Linked DNA regions of Salmo salar: region 2 is linked to region 1. The links are chromatin contacts, called in public Hi-C maps. All regions are on one chromosome and are shown on one strand. Each heading gives the region's core, a stretch centred on a gene start, on an enhancer-like site or on the middle of the called end of the contact. The rest is flanking DNA. Distances are from core to core; before and after follow the strand shown. Region 1 holds the start of LOC106587342 (disintegrin and metalloproteinase domain-containing protein 10). Region 2 overlaps LOC106587342 (disintegrin and metalloproteinase domain-containing protein 10).

Region 1 (6,477 bases), core at 1,857-4,356:
GACAAAAACAACAACACAGAGTTACACATAAACAAACGTACAGTCAATAACACAATATAAAAATATATGTACAGTGTGTGCAAATGTAGAAAAGTAGGGAGGTAAGGCAATAAATAGGCCATAGAGGCGAAATAATTACAATTTAGCATTAACACTGGAGTGATAGATGTGCAGATGATGATGTGCAAGTAGAGATACTGGGGTGCAAAAGAGCAAGAGGATAAGTAACAATATGGGGATGAGGTAGTTGGTTGTACTATTTACAGACTGGCTGTGTACAGGTAGAGTGATAGGTAAGCTGCTCTGACAGCTGATGCATAAAGTTAGAGAAGGAGATATAAGACTCCAGCTTCAGTGATTTTTGCAATTCGTTCCAGTCATTGGCAGCAGAGAACTGGAAGGAAAGGCGGCCAAAGGAATGCCATAATGGAAGTCCGATCCTATTTGGAGGAGCCCCTGCAGATCCTCTGAGCTGGTGGAAAAACAAGGCCTCTGTCTACCCACGGCTTACTAAAGTCACGACAGGGAGACTGCATAGCGGCCACATCCGTTCCCTCCTTTCTGAATGCAAATCTCTCATAAAAGCAAAATATGGTCAGCATTGCTGTGTGCTGCTGGTTATAACATGGCAATAAAGAAGAGAGAAAAGAGGGACCCGTTTAATGTTTTAAGTGGGATGCTGCAGTTTTGCACATTGTTATTTATTTTTCTTTGATATGGTGCAATATTCTATTATTATGTTGTTCAGATTGTATTCGTTTTGAATTGTTACATTTATATGCATTTTGTTTATATACATTAAAAAAGTTACACTTTAAATGCACATGTGTAATAGCATACTTCTTTTTTACATTTATTTCAATTTGTGGGATGCTGCAGTTTTGCAAATTGTTATTTATTTTTCTTTGATGTTGTGCAATATTCTATTATGCTGTCCAGATTGTATTCGTTTTGAATGGTTAGATTTATATGCACTTTGTTTATATACATTGAAAAGTTATACTTTAAATGCAAATGTTTAATAGCATTATATTTCATAACAAACCAATGCATTTTTAAATATATTGTGGTTAAGGTAGAGTATGATTTCATTTAATAATTTAATTAGAATTGTTTTAACACCAATCATAGTCAAACTATCGCAAACTATTTGACTTGAAAAAATACAAAACATATATTTTTTAAAGAGCCGGCTCTTTAAAGCCAAAAGAGCCGGACAAAAGAGCCGGCTCGTTTTTGGTGAGCTGAGCCGAACGAGCCGGCTCACTGAAAAGAGCCAGGAATGCCCATCACTACAAGAACATTCATATCGACTAAACAGTGGTGCTAACGGCACATGTTTATCTGTTGATCTGTTTGACTCAGAGCGTTGAAATGTGGCACACATGCTCAGGGATGTGAGTCTAGCTAACCCACATTATATCTCAGACACCAGATTTTGACGAAACTTGGGTGAATGATGCGTCTTGCCATAGAGATCCAGCACTTACAAAATTACACTGATTGGCCCAAGAGGGGCGCTATAGTAATGAACTGTACGTACGTTAGTCACACGCAACATCTCAGATACCACTGGCCCGATTTGTATGAAACTTGGGCGAATGATGCGTCTTGCCATGTAGATCCGTCATTTACAATATTACATTGATTGGCCCAAGGGGGGTGCTGCATTATTCGTGGGGGATTACATGTTTACTGTACCTCATACTTCTGCATATTAATCTGGTACTGGTACTCCCTGTATATAACTCCATTATGGTGTATTTTATTGTCCCCCACGATGAAATTGGGGAAGGGACTGTGGATCTGTCTCCATCTGTAAATTCCTAGGCTCGTCAAACGCTATATCTCAGACAGCAATGTCCCTATTTTGACAAAACTTGGATTAACGATGCGTTTTGCCATAAAGATCTGGCATTTACAAGATTATACCGATTGGCCCAATGCAGGAGTTTTTAGTAAATAACTGAATTGTGTTAGTCACACAATATCTCAACTGGTAGCTGCAGCAGACTGACAAGTTGTTATGAGATTTCCAGTTCAGTCAGGGTAGTGGCTTTTTTTAGCCACACAGTGGCAGAAGCTACACAGTGAAAAGAACAACGCTGTATGTCTGATGTACAGTATGTCTAACGGGAAATAAGAGATAGGCATTTTTTCTAGTCAATAGTTACAAAGAGTGCGTTTTCGCTAACCCTAACCCTTTCCTAACCTTAACCTTAACCTAATTATTCTAACCTTATCCTAACCTGCTGTGTAAGTTCTCCTAACCTGTTACAAAACAGTCACCTCTGGTTGTAGCTGTATGGAAGTGGCGTTTTTAGGGAATCTCAACAAAGACGATCAGTGCAGAGACAACATTCAACAAATTCACAATGAATTCAACACAAATAGCTGTCTCTGAGCAGTGCAAATGCATGTGGGGCCACACACCTCTATATCGATTGTTCCTTGAATTTTTAAAAATGTTTCCCCCCAATTCATATAGGCATTGACATTTCACGGTGGAATCTATTGTAGTGATGTACTGTATTCAATACTGAAATCATATTCCATTAAATCAGGGTACAGGGATATTTTTAAAACTCTGTCCAAGACAAATGCATTATTGTCAATACATGATATTGTATTATACAAAGCCATGAGTGCATGGAATTCCCTTCCATCTTATACAGCGCAAGTGAACGGCAAACCTGGTATCAAAAAACAAATAAAGCTACACCTCACAGCACAACGCCTCTCCCCCATGTGACCTACTTGTTGTTTGAATGTACTAACATGTATGTGCAACTGATAGATGCACACACACAAAACATGTTAATGTTTTTAAATGTATGCAAATTGTCAAGTATTTTGTCTGTAATGTCTTTTTCGTTATATGTCGGACCCCAGTAAGACTAGCTGTCGCCATTGGCGTTGTCTAATGGGATCCTAATACATAACAAATATTAATTTGTAGGCTAACTTGATATTGAAAAGTGGCTTGGTTTGTCGCTGTTGAATTTATTGCACTTGAATTGTTGTTTTCAACAAATAAGCGGCCCTATCAAATAAAATAAAACAGGTTTTGTTGCGCTAGTGAGGTAGGAGGGACTAGAACGCTGACTGCGCGCCTGACGTCAGGCCGTTAGACAAGCGGTGAAAGGCGGTTGTGAAGGTACTGCCATAAACAGAGCGCGGACTTCGCCTTTAAGAAGTGCAAATCGAAACAGTAAAGCGTTCGCCGTGTCAATGTTCTAACAATGAATTTAATCGATATGGTCTTGATACAACTCTTGCTGTTTAATTGCATATGGACCATTAAAGGTACGTTTGGGCATTCTGATTCATACAGCAAGAAAAGTGTTTAATCGCTAGCTAGCTCGCTAATCGGATTCAGGAAATGGTAGCAAGCGAGCTAGGCTAGCAGCGTTAACGTTACCTAGCTGGGAGGGGTCCAGCTCCTGTTTTTTTTTTTTACATTTATGGTTCCGCTAGGACTATATCGAGAGAGCCTAAGAAAGGTCCACCGGAGTAAAATAAGAATGTAACTGTGGTGGATATTTTTCTTAAGACATTCTCAACTATCTAGAATCTGATGTTTACTAAAAGTTATATATTATCAACATACTAGTCCTCATCACTGCAGTGTCAGTCACGCACTGTTAGTTCAGAGAGTCGAGTACAGTAGTTCCCAAACGTGAAATGGGTTCCCCTGAGAAGGTGATCTTAACAAACAAATTAAAACTTTTTTTTCTCTTCAATTGGGTTTAGAATACAACTTGTTAGTGTCGACTAAGACCTTTTACGCTATTCGAATGTGCTTTCATAGTTCTGGACATCCGGCAGGACCTAAAATTGAGTAAATATGAACACATGGCATTAACTAACGTTAGGGGGTATACTTTTTCCAAATGGGGTCCTCTGTATATTCTAGTGTCAATTTAGGGTCTTGTGCAGTAAACGTTTGGGAACCCCCAGGTCTAGTAGCAAGTTGATTTGTGTAGATGTTTGCTGTCAAAGTGATTACATGCTAATGTACAGAATGTTCTAGCTATTTCGACAGAAAGGAAAAGGCTATTCACACATTGTGACACTGTAAATTACAACTGTCATTCTCATGATATGCCCACTCACTGACTTTTTTCTTTTTGTATTTTATATGTACACAGCCTAGCTAGATCTCTATGGCTCTGATGCAAACATGACTTGATTTATATGGTAGGCTATATGTAGTTAGTGATCTGTATTTTCATCATTCTAATCTGATTTGAATTCATTCAGCACTCAGAGCTCCTGAAAACATGACACATATGGACAGGATGTCCCCTGTGATGTAGTAGCGTGCATTAGAAGAGACTTTTACTGACCCATGTAGGCTTTTTCATAAACATGGCATCAAACGTTTGACTTCATCATTATTCTTCGCCCTGTTAAGGTCCCACTCCATCTGACTATACACCTCATCTGTCTGACATCGCATGCATTTTTAATTTCCCTCTCCTGTTTGCTATGGGATAAAAGACATATGCCGGGTCTGTTTTTTACCTGCTCTGACGGTCTGTTTTTTTCGTGTGTGTGTGAACACAAAGTGAGTAATTGATCTGCCTGAAGCTGCTGTGGGCCTTGTGTTCCCCTGTGCCCCCTGAGCATTGAGCTCCCCTGCAATTCCTGACTGGTGTCCTGTTTGTTCAACGATGGAAACAGAAACATTCCACTGCAGATTAAGTGTTGTTTCAGAGACGGCTAGGTCTGGTTAAATTAAATGATCATGACTTGGATTTCATTTGCTCCTCATAAATTGTTATTGTGTTGTCAAATCCCCATTTTGAAATTACTAGTGCATCAATAATCATCCTAATTAATTATTTTGTTTGTTGATTCCACTTGAGAAACTCTCATTAGCTGATAAAGTAGAATGAACCATGTTTCATGGCTCTCCTCGGTGAGCTAATATTCCCACTCATATGCATTAATGATGGGTGTTTTGTTGACTTAGTTATGTTATTCATGATGGCCAAGTTTGAGCCTTTCGTTTTTCTATTTGTCTTTTAGTACAGTAATGACTCCAATCCATACAAAGGACTGGGACATATGCTCAAATTCTAATACTGTAAAAGTACATTGTTCCTCCCTGTCTTCAACTGTCCTTATGGGGATGACTCTTCTCATGTGGTTTGATTCGTGAAGCAACTCAATGTTACGCCATATTGATTTTACCTACCCTACCATGTCTGATCACGGTTCACTTGAAGGGTGTAAAGAATAATACTTTAAACAATGCCTTCAGCATCAAATTGGTTCACCTGATGTTATGTTGGGGGTCAGATAGTAATTTTGATGTCAGGGCTGTCAGACTAATGGCAGAACTAAACAGAGTAGCAGCAGAGCTCTGTGTGAGGCACATGTTCCCTGGTGTGTCTTTAACCTCTCTTGGGAATGTGGGACGTGACCGTCCCACCTGCGGGACACACTATTCAACAGCCAGTGAAATAGCAGGGCGCCAAATTCAAAACAACAAAAATCTCATAATTCAAATTTCTCACACATACAAGTATTTTACACCATTTTAAAGATAATCTTCTCATTAATCCAACCACATTGTCCGATTTCAAAAAGGCTTTATGGCGAAAGCATAGCATTAGATTGTTAGGACATCACCTTGACAAGAAAAACCACACAGCCATTTTCCAAGCAAGAAGAGGTGTCACAAAAACCAGAAATACAGCTAAAATTAATCACTAACCTTTGATAATCTTCATCAGACGGCACTCATAGGACTTCATGTTACACAATACATGTATGTTTTGCTCCATAAAGTTCATATTTATATCCAAAAACCCCATTTTACTTTGGCGTGTAATGTTCAGAAATGTTTTGCCTCCCAAAACTTACGGTGAATGAGCACATCAATTTATAGAAATACTCATCATAAACGTTGATAAAATATTAACCCCTGTGCGGCCTCCGTCCCGTATGCGGGATGGACATCCCGCGAAAAATCATATCCCTATTAGCATAACAAAATTTTATTAATTTAAAAAAAATGTTTTTCAAATTATATCGTTTTATAGATACACCTCTCCTGAATCGAACCACGTTGTCAGATTTCAAAAAGGCTTTACAGCAAAAGCAAAACATTAGATTATGTTAGAGGAGTATATCGTAAAAGTAGCCACATGGCCATTTTTCGACCAACCACATGCATCACAAATAAGCAATAAGCAAGAAGAGGTGTCACAAATAACCAAAAAACAGCTAAATGCAGCACTAACCTTTTGACAATCTTCATCAGATGACACACCTAGGACATCATGTTACACAATACATGCATTCTTTTGTTCGATAAAGTTCATATTTATATATAAAAACAGCATTTTACATCGGTGCGTAACGTTGACTAACTATTTTCCCTCAAATGCATCCGATGAAACAGAGCTACAATTTACTAAATTACTATTCGAAAACATTTTTTAAATGTAATATTGTCATTCTAAG
Region 2 (6,626 bases), core at 1,407-3,906, 36 kb after region 1:
ATAATTATGACATAACATTGAAGGTTGTGCAATGTAACAGCAATATTTAGACTTAGGGTTGCCACCCGTTCGATAAAATACGAAACGGTTCCGTATTTAACTGAAAGAATAAACCTTTTGTTTTTGAAACAAGTTTCCGGATTTTACTATATTAATGACCAAAGGCTCGTATTTCTGTGTTTTATTATAATTACGTCTATGATTTGATAGAGAAGTCTGACTGAGTGGTGGTAGGCAGCAGCAGGCTCGTAAGCATTCATTCAAACTTTACTGCGTTTGCCAGCAGCTCTTAGCAATGCTTGAAGCCCAGCACTGTTTATCAACTCCTGAGATTAGGCTGGCAATACTAAAGTGCCTATTAGAACATCCAATAGTCAAAGGTATATGAAATACAAATGGTATAGAGAGAAATAGTCGACGCATCATAATTCCTATAATAACTACAACCTTAAACTTCTTACCTGGGAATATTGAAGACTCATGTTAAAAGGAACCACCAGCTTTCATATGTTCTGATGTTCTGAGCAAGGAACTGAAACGTTAGCTTTTTTACATGGCACATATTGCACTTTTACTTTCTTCTCCAACACTGTTTTTGCATTATTGAAACCAAATTGAGCATGTTTCATTATTTATTTGAGATTAAATAGATTTTATTTCTGTATTATATTAAGTTAAAATAAGTGTTCATTCAGTATTGTTGTAATTGTCATTATTACAAATATATTTATATTTAATCGGTCGACCTCTAGTGATAACACAGCTTAGCGTTTCTGCTATCTGTATTTCCAGCTAGCAGGTTTGTGCTCTCCCAGGGATGATGAGATAACAGGCTGCAGCGGTCACTTCCTGGTTCAGTCTGTTTCAGAGGACCGTTTCATTCACTTCTTGTTCTAGAGATAGCCCTGCAGGTGTTCACATTGTCTTCCAGTAGCTACACCAGATGGGTGGAATGGGCTAGTATGTCAGTTAGCAGTCACAAAACACTGGCTCCTCTCTGTGTAGAGCAGAGCTCATAATTACTCAGTGCCTCTGGACATAAAGGGGAACATGCAGCTTTTCTGGAGCCGGCTCGTCTTGTACACCTCCCACCCTTCGCTGTGCCTCGGACGAGCTTATCACCAACCAACACATTCAAACTGGGACACATGCACACTCTACTTGCATACCTACATGCAAACGTACATCCATATACGTGCACACACGCACATTCTTTCTCATTGTGTGTGATCCCAGTGTGGTTGCGTCACTGTCACAGCTATTAGAAAAGGTATTTCACCCTCTGTCTCATTCTCTCTCTCTCTCTCTCTCTCTCTCTACTTCTCTACTTCTCCGTGGCCTGCTGTGTGAAAGGGTGTTGTGAGACCTAAAAATAATCTATCCCAGTAGCCCTGTCATTTTTCAACACATTCCCTCCTCTTTTCTTCACCACTGTCTTCTGAAGGTTTTGTGTGGGGGACTGATCAGGATACCCCCTACTGTACTGCTTCCACTCTGCATCATGACATTATTGGCCTTATGGAAACAGCAGGAGCTGCTTGTGTGGGAGGCAGTCACAGCTAACGTTAACTTCATGTGAAGGTTTTCCTCAGACATGTCTTTTCTGCAAGCCCTTTGCTCTCTGCTGGGATGTCTTCACCAGTTTTCTGTCTCATCCTGGAGTGTAGTGTGATGCATCAAGTGGTTTAACAAGCCAGGTGAGTGTCTGTTGTGAAGGAAAACGATTGAGAGGATGGTGCACAACAGTACAAGTCTTTATTCATTCAGCCTTTTTGGGCAGTCCATCTAACATTTCCCTGAATTACCGGCATTCCAGTAATACTAGTGGAATGATTGAATGTTTGGATTGGATAGTTCTGAGGTATTTTCAGATCTCCGTTCCAGCCATTGAGCACCGCCCTTATGACTGAGAACATGTGATTAGAGAGTAACGTCTGAGCTAGCACACCAAGGGCGGCATTCAGCCTCCGTACCCCACCCCCAAATTTTCTCTATCTAGGATGAGCTGGAGGGAGTTTCTACCAAATCTACTTAAATTGACTTATACCAGTCTGTTTCTTTTCACATCCAGTGTGAACGAGTGCAGACTTGTGGTAGAAGGGTTAAGAATCAGACTGCCCAGCTGATATTGACTTCTGTAAGTGAAGACTGAACTGTTGACTGTTTCCTCCTCCCTGTGTGACCTTTGCATTGTGTTGAGCATGCGGTCTTACTCCGCCTCCGTCACAGCCAAGGCAGGTGTGTGTGATTATGAGGCTCTTCACAGAAAAGCCGTTTTGTATGCCCACACTCACATCACTACCACTCCCCTCCTCCCACTCTAACACTATGAGCAGCTAGATCAAGGTACCCGATATGGCAATCCTGAGGCTTTGTACAGTGTAGGATCACATGCCAGGGTACAGTACAGTATACACCAAGGGTTCAGTGCCAGGGGAGAGACTAAGCGAATTAGTGGGCACCGGCATCTCTCTTACAAGAGATTTCACCTCACTAGGACAAATGGGATCAAATAAAGGTTCCTAGCTAACTGAAGCAAACAACCACTACAGTAGAGCATTCCTTTTAGTAAGGGGACAGGACAGCATGGTTCAGAGAGAGGCCTACACCTTCACGTCACCTCCCAAACAGTCAACACACCAGTGGTCTAGTTCAGAGGGGAACCCCCTACATGAATTATTCCAGGCCACCATTCAGCTAGGGTGCCCGTTTGTTTGTGTGAGAGTGCGCGTGTGTTCAGCATGATTGTCCTGCTCATCTATCTACCCCAGACTGGGGTTAACATGTTAAGCTGCATGCCACAGGTCAACTAACATGAACCCTGCCACTGTAATCTCTCTAAGGTGAGTTTGGCCTTGCAGTGAACTGCCTGCCATGACTGGATTGGCCAGAAGGATGGATGATTCTGCTGCTGCGTATATAGCCCTGTAGTGTTTTGTAGGTGTGGGTTCTCATTTGTGTGTTTGTCTTCGGGCCTATACCTGTCTGTGTGATAATGCATTATCTCATGCCTGGTTAGTTTGGAGTCCTTTCCTTTATCCAGTTCCCCAGTCTGTCTCAGGGGTTTGGACAGGAGATAAGGGAGTGTGAAAGTCAGTCCCACTGACTGGCGGTCTGATTGTGGGCTTGAGGCTGTGCTGAATACAGAGAGGCCAGCTGTATGACTGTCAGATGCTCAGTCAGGCACTGAATCATTTATCAGTCAGCTGCTACCCTTAGTCTAACTGCACCTCTATTGGTTATAGAAACCTCCTCGACCACTGTGAAACACAGCCCTGTTTGTTTAAGCATGGACGCCGGTGTGTGTATGTGTACTGTTTGTGCGTGTACCGTTTGTGTTTTTCATAGCCTTGGCTGTTGAAAAACCGGTTTCTCTGCCCTTGGATGAATGTTTCATGGAGCACTAATGATGTCAGAGCAACCTAGACAGAGCGTGGCAGAGATGGAACGCAGCGCTACGCCGGCCCCAGCCACAGCTACCCACAATGCTCTATGGCTCCCATGAGCCCTCTGCGAGGTCAGACTGTTGTGAGGAGAGCTTGGTGCTTGATCAAGAACAAGCATTTATCTCTCTCAGGTGGACCTCCAGTGCACAGCTAGTGGTACTCAGTACTGCTCCTCTCAGCCCACACCGTCTCCCAGCGCCTTGTTTACTTCATAACTAATCAGGAAATTGTTCAGAAGCTTTCCTGAGAACCAGCAGCAGAAAGGAAGATCTGTTATTCTGTTTTCAGTCGTTTTATTTATTTATTTTCTAGATGTTTAGTTTCTAGGTCGAAACCCCCTGTGACCATTTAGTCAGTGAAGTTCTGTGTTGGTATGATAACAATTTGATGGGAAGACTCAAAGTGGCTCTTAAACATAAAGACATTAACACAAAGTCAAACACTTAACGTTAAGCCCTAAACAGACTCATTTTAACGCTTGACAAGTAAAAACACACACATCACAATATCAAACAATTACTCAGAGCAGAATTGGATCAGTGTATGTATGTGTATGTATATATATGTATGTATGTATGTATGTATGTGTATGTCAGATTCTATATGATGTATTTTTTGTAAATTGGTTCCTTGTAAAAATTGTGTTAGACCATATTTTTTTTTATTCTTCTCAAACTTTCGGACAAGTACAAAATATGCCCTACTTGTCCGACGGACACGTGGCTTAAAAAGTTAGTCAAGCCCTGCTGTTTGTAAATGTAAGCAATATTATTTTTAAGAGGATAAATCACAAGCTAATGTTTTTATTCTTTAATCAACAAAATTGTAAGCCTATACTTTTGAGAGTTTGAAAAAGCACAAATTTGGCAAGCCTTTGTAAATAAGCGCTTTCATTATCCGGTGTTGCTCTACATGCAAAAATGTTCTGAACTTAGATGACATCCATCTGTTGTTGACAGTTGTTACTGATGTTTCTACAAGACAGGCTTTGTAGTGCCTTTTGACTACCTGTAAAACTAGCTCTGCTGAACATTGAGGGGAAATGTTCAGAAAACTCCACCGTGTTTCACCAAGACCAGCTTTCACAACTCAGATCCTCACTTTCACTGGGCTGGAGAGATTATTATCATGGGTCAATTGAATATCTCACTCACTCACTCACTCACTCACTCACTCACTCACTCACTCACTCACTCACTCACTCACTCACTCACTCATCCCTGGGAGGCTGCAGTGTGCAGACAGCCATGGGCCCAGTGAGACCTCTGACAGTCTCCTGAAATCCTGGAGGATTGTCACTGCTACATTGGATTAGAGTTGCAGCAGTCTGAGAGCCTCCCTCTTATGGAGTTGCAGTCTGAGGTTATCCCAGATGGCAGCAGCTGAGAGCAGGCAGGCTGGCCGTGTGTTGGTTTGGGTCTCTGGTACCCAGCGGCCCAGCACTTATCCCTGGTTTGATCACACAGCTAGGGTTTATGGGTGTCTGATCCCACCCCACTGACGCTGTTGAAGGATGACATGCCCCTGCCTCTGCTCCATCGATGACACCAAGTTCAAACGGATAAATCTGAACAGTGTAATTGCATCTGCTCTTTATCAGTGCAATTTGTCTAAAGGCCAGTGATCCATGAGACCTGGGAGTCATGGGAACGATGGTGTGGAGGGAGACGGTGGTGGTGGGTTTGGAGCTCATGCTACTATCCTGCACTATGTAGAGATGTTCACTTTAAAAACATTTTTTTTTATAACATTTCGCACCATGTTTTATTGTGTGAACTGAGTCATCAACATTGCACTGACAACTATCATCATAGTAGTTTCAATTCTTACTGCTGTTCAGGTAAGGCTTCCCTGTAAAACCCTCTACAGTAATACTAAAGATATTTTCTCCAGCTTGCCGTGTTCATCCTTGTGAAAGAACCGGGGTCGATGCCTGGCAAAAAGGTCTGTCTAGTTATGAGGAAATGGCTCAAATGATGAGGCCATATTGATTTGTTATAGTGCCTATTAATAATCAGCTGGCTGCTGCATACATCAGTACAAGCACAGGAGCTGTAGTCACAGCCCTGGGACTAGCCAAACACCTTCCAGTTGTCATGAGACGGTTCGGCCCCTTCTTTGCTGTAGCGGCTGTCAACTGTATCAACATCCTCTTCATGAGGCAGAGGGAGCTGAAATGCGGCATCCCAGTGACCAATGGGAACTGGTTAGGAGAGTCAGTCACCGCTGCCAAGTCAGGCATCATCCAGGTGGTGGAGTCCACGATTGGCATGACTGTGCCAGCTATGGCTGTGCCCCCTGTGGTAATGAAAGCCCTGGGGAAGAAAGCCTTCCAGTCCTAAACGCCTCAGTACAGGTGGGACTGGTGGGACTGTGCTTGGTGTTTGCCACTCCTCTGTGCTGTGCCCTGTTCCCACATATGAGTTCTATGGCAGTGAGCAACCTGGAGCCAGATCTTCAGGAGAGGATACGACAGAGCAGTCCGTACACGTCTACTGTCTTCTTCAACAAAGGCCTTTAGGACCACACAATAACATGCACACCACAGACTAGCCCCCTCTGCTGGCTGGACCCCTCTACTACAGCTCAGTGGGAGCAACTGAAAGGCAAAGAGAATATTATACAGTATTTGTTCTAGGCTTTTGGATTTGATTAGGGAGAGGTGATGGTGAGGGGTGCGTTTTCAGTCCTACCACTAAAGTTTTTCTCATTGTGGATCAAGGAAAGGAGACAAGGGGAGGAAGCTACTTTGAAGTAATGAGACACAGCCAAGGCGAGAGCAGTCACACTGCTATGACAAACGGACAGTGGTTTGATTTGGGTTAGTTTTTAGTGTGTTTATCGTCCATGGGGTTTTGGGATGTTTAATTACTGACTGCTTTGAATTTTCCTGAATGACAAATCTTTTCAAATCACCCCAAACTAGATACATTTCACCCCTCGTATTTGACCCCAGAGATTTTCTTTCTCCCAAAAGTGTGTTTACTTCCCTTGTGTTTGAGCTCATACACTTTGCGCTGTCTGCACTGAAAGCATTCATGACTTGCAATTAGAAAATAGTTTAATTTAATCTGCTAGATAGATATCCACAAGTTGGCTCAACTGTAGTCTGAAGTACAGGTAGTAAAATAAAACAGTTGGTTTATGAGCACAATATAGACTGACCCGCTATTAGATCCC

What was found. Hi-C and Micro-C count contacts between places; a contact is called where the count stands out from the background.
Region 2: a Hi-C map of gill shows a contact between it and region 1, with 4 times the contacts expected there. The contact joins the enhancer-like site here to the promoter of LOC106587342 in region 1. A contact is called at or near these places in 3 of 3 Hi-C or Micro-C datasets (blood, gill and muscle).

What each region holds. Positions count from the first base shown.
Region 1 is chrssa26:20,669,336-20,675,812 of Ssal_v3.1, forward strand. It overlaps LOC106587342 (disintegrin and metalloproteinase domain-containing protein 10), which reads left to right and starts at 3,107. Exons shown (of 16, transcript XM_014175660.2): 1 at 3,107-3,306. The coding sequence starts at 3,243.
Region 2 is chrssa26:20,705,290-20,711,915 of Ssal_v3.1, forward strand. The region is part of intron 2 of LOC106587342 (disintegrin and metalloproteinase domain-containing protein 10); the gene reads left to right. It also overlaps the pseudogene LOC123730770. Among protein-coding and RNA genes, the nearest start is that of LOC106587342, 36 kb to the left of the region's middle. Within about 2 kb of position 2,657, at least 4 of the 13 cell types and tissues checked have an H3K27ac peak or open chromatin away from gene starts, as enhancers often do. A contact at or near this core is called in gill, where this site is marked.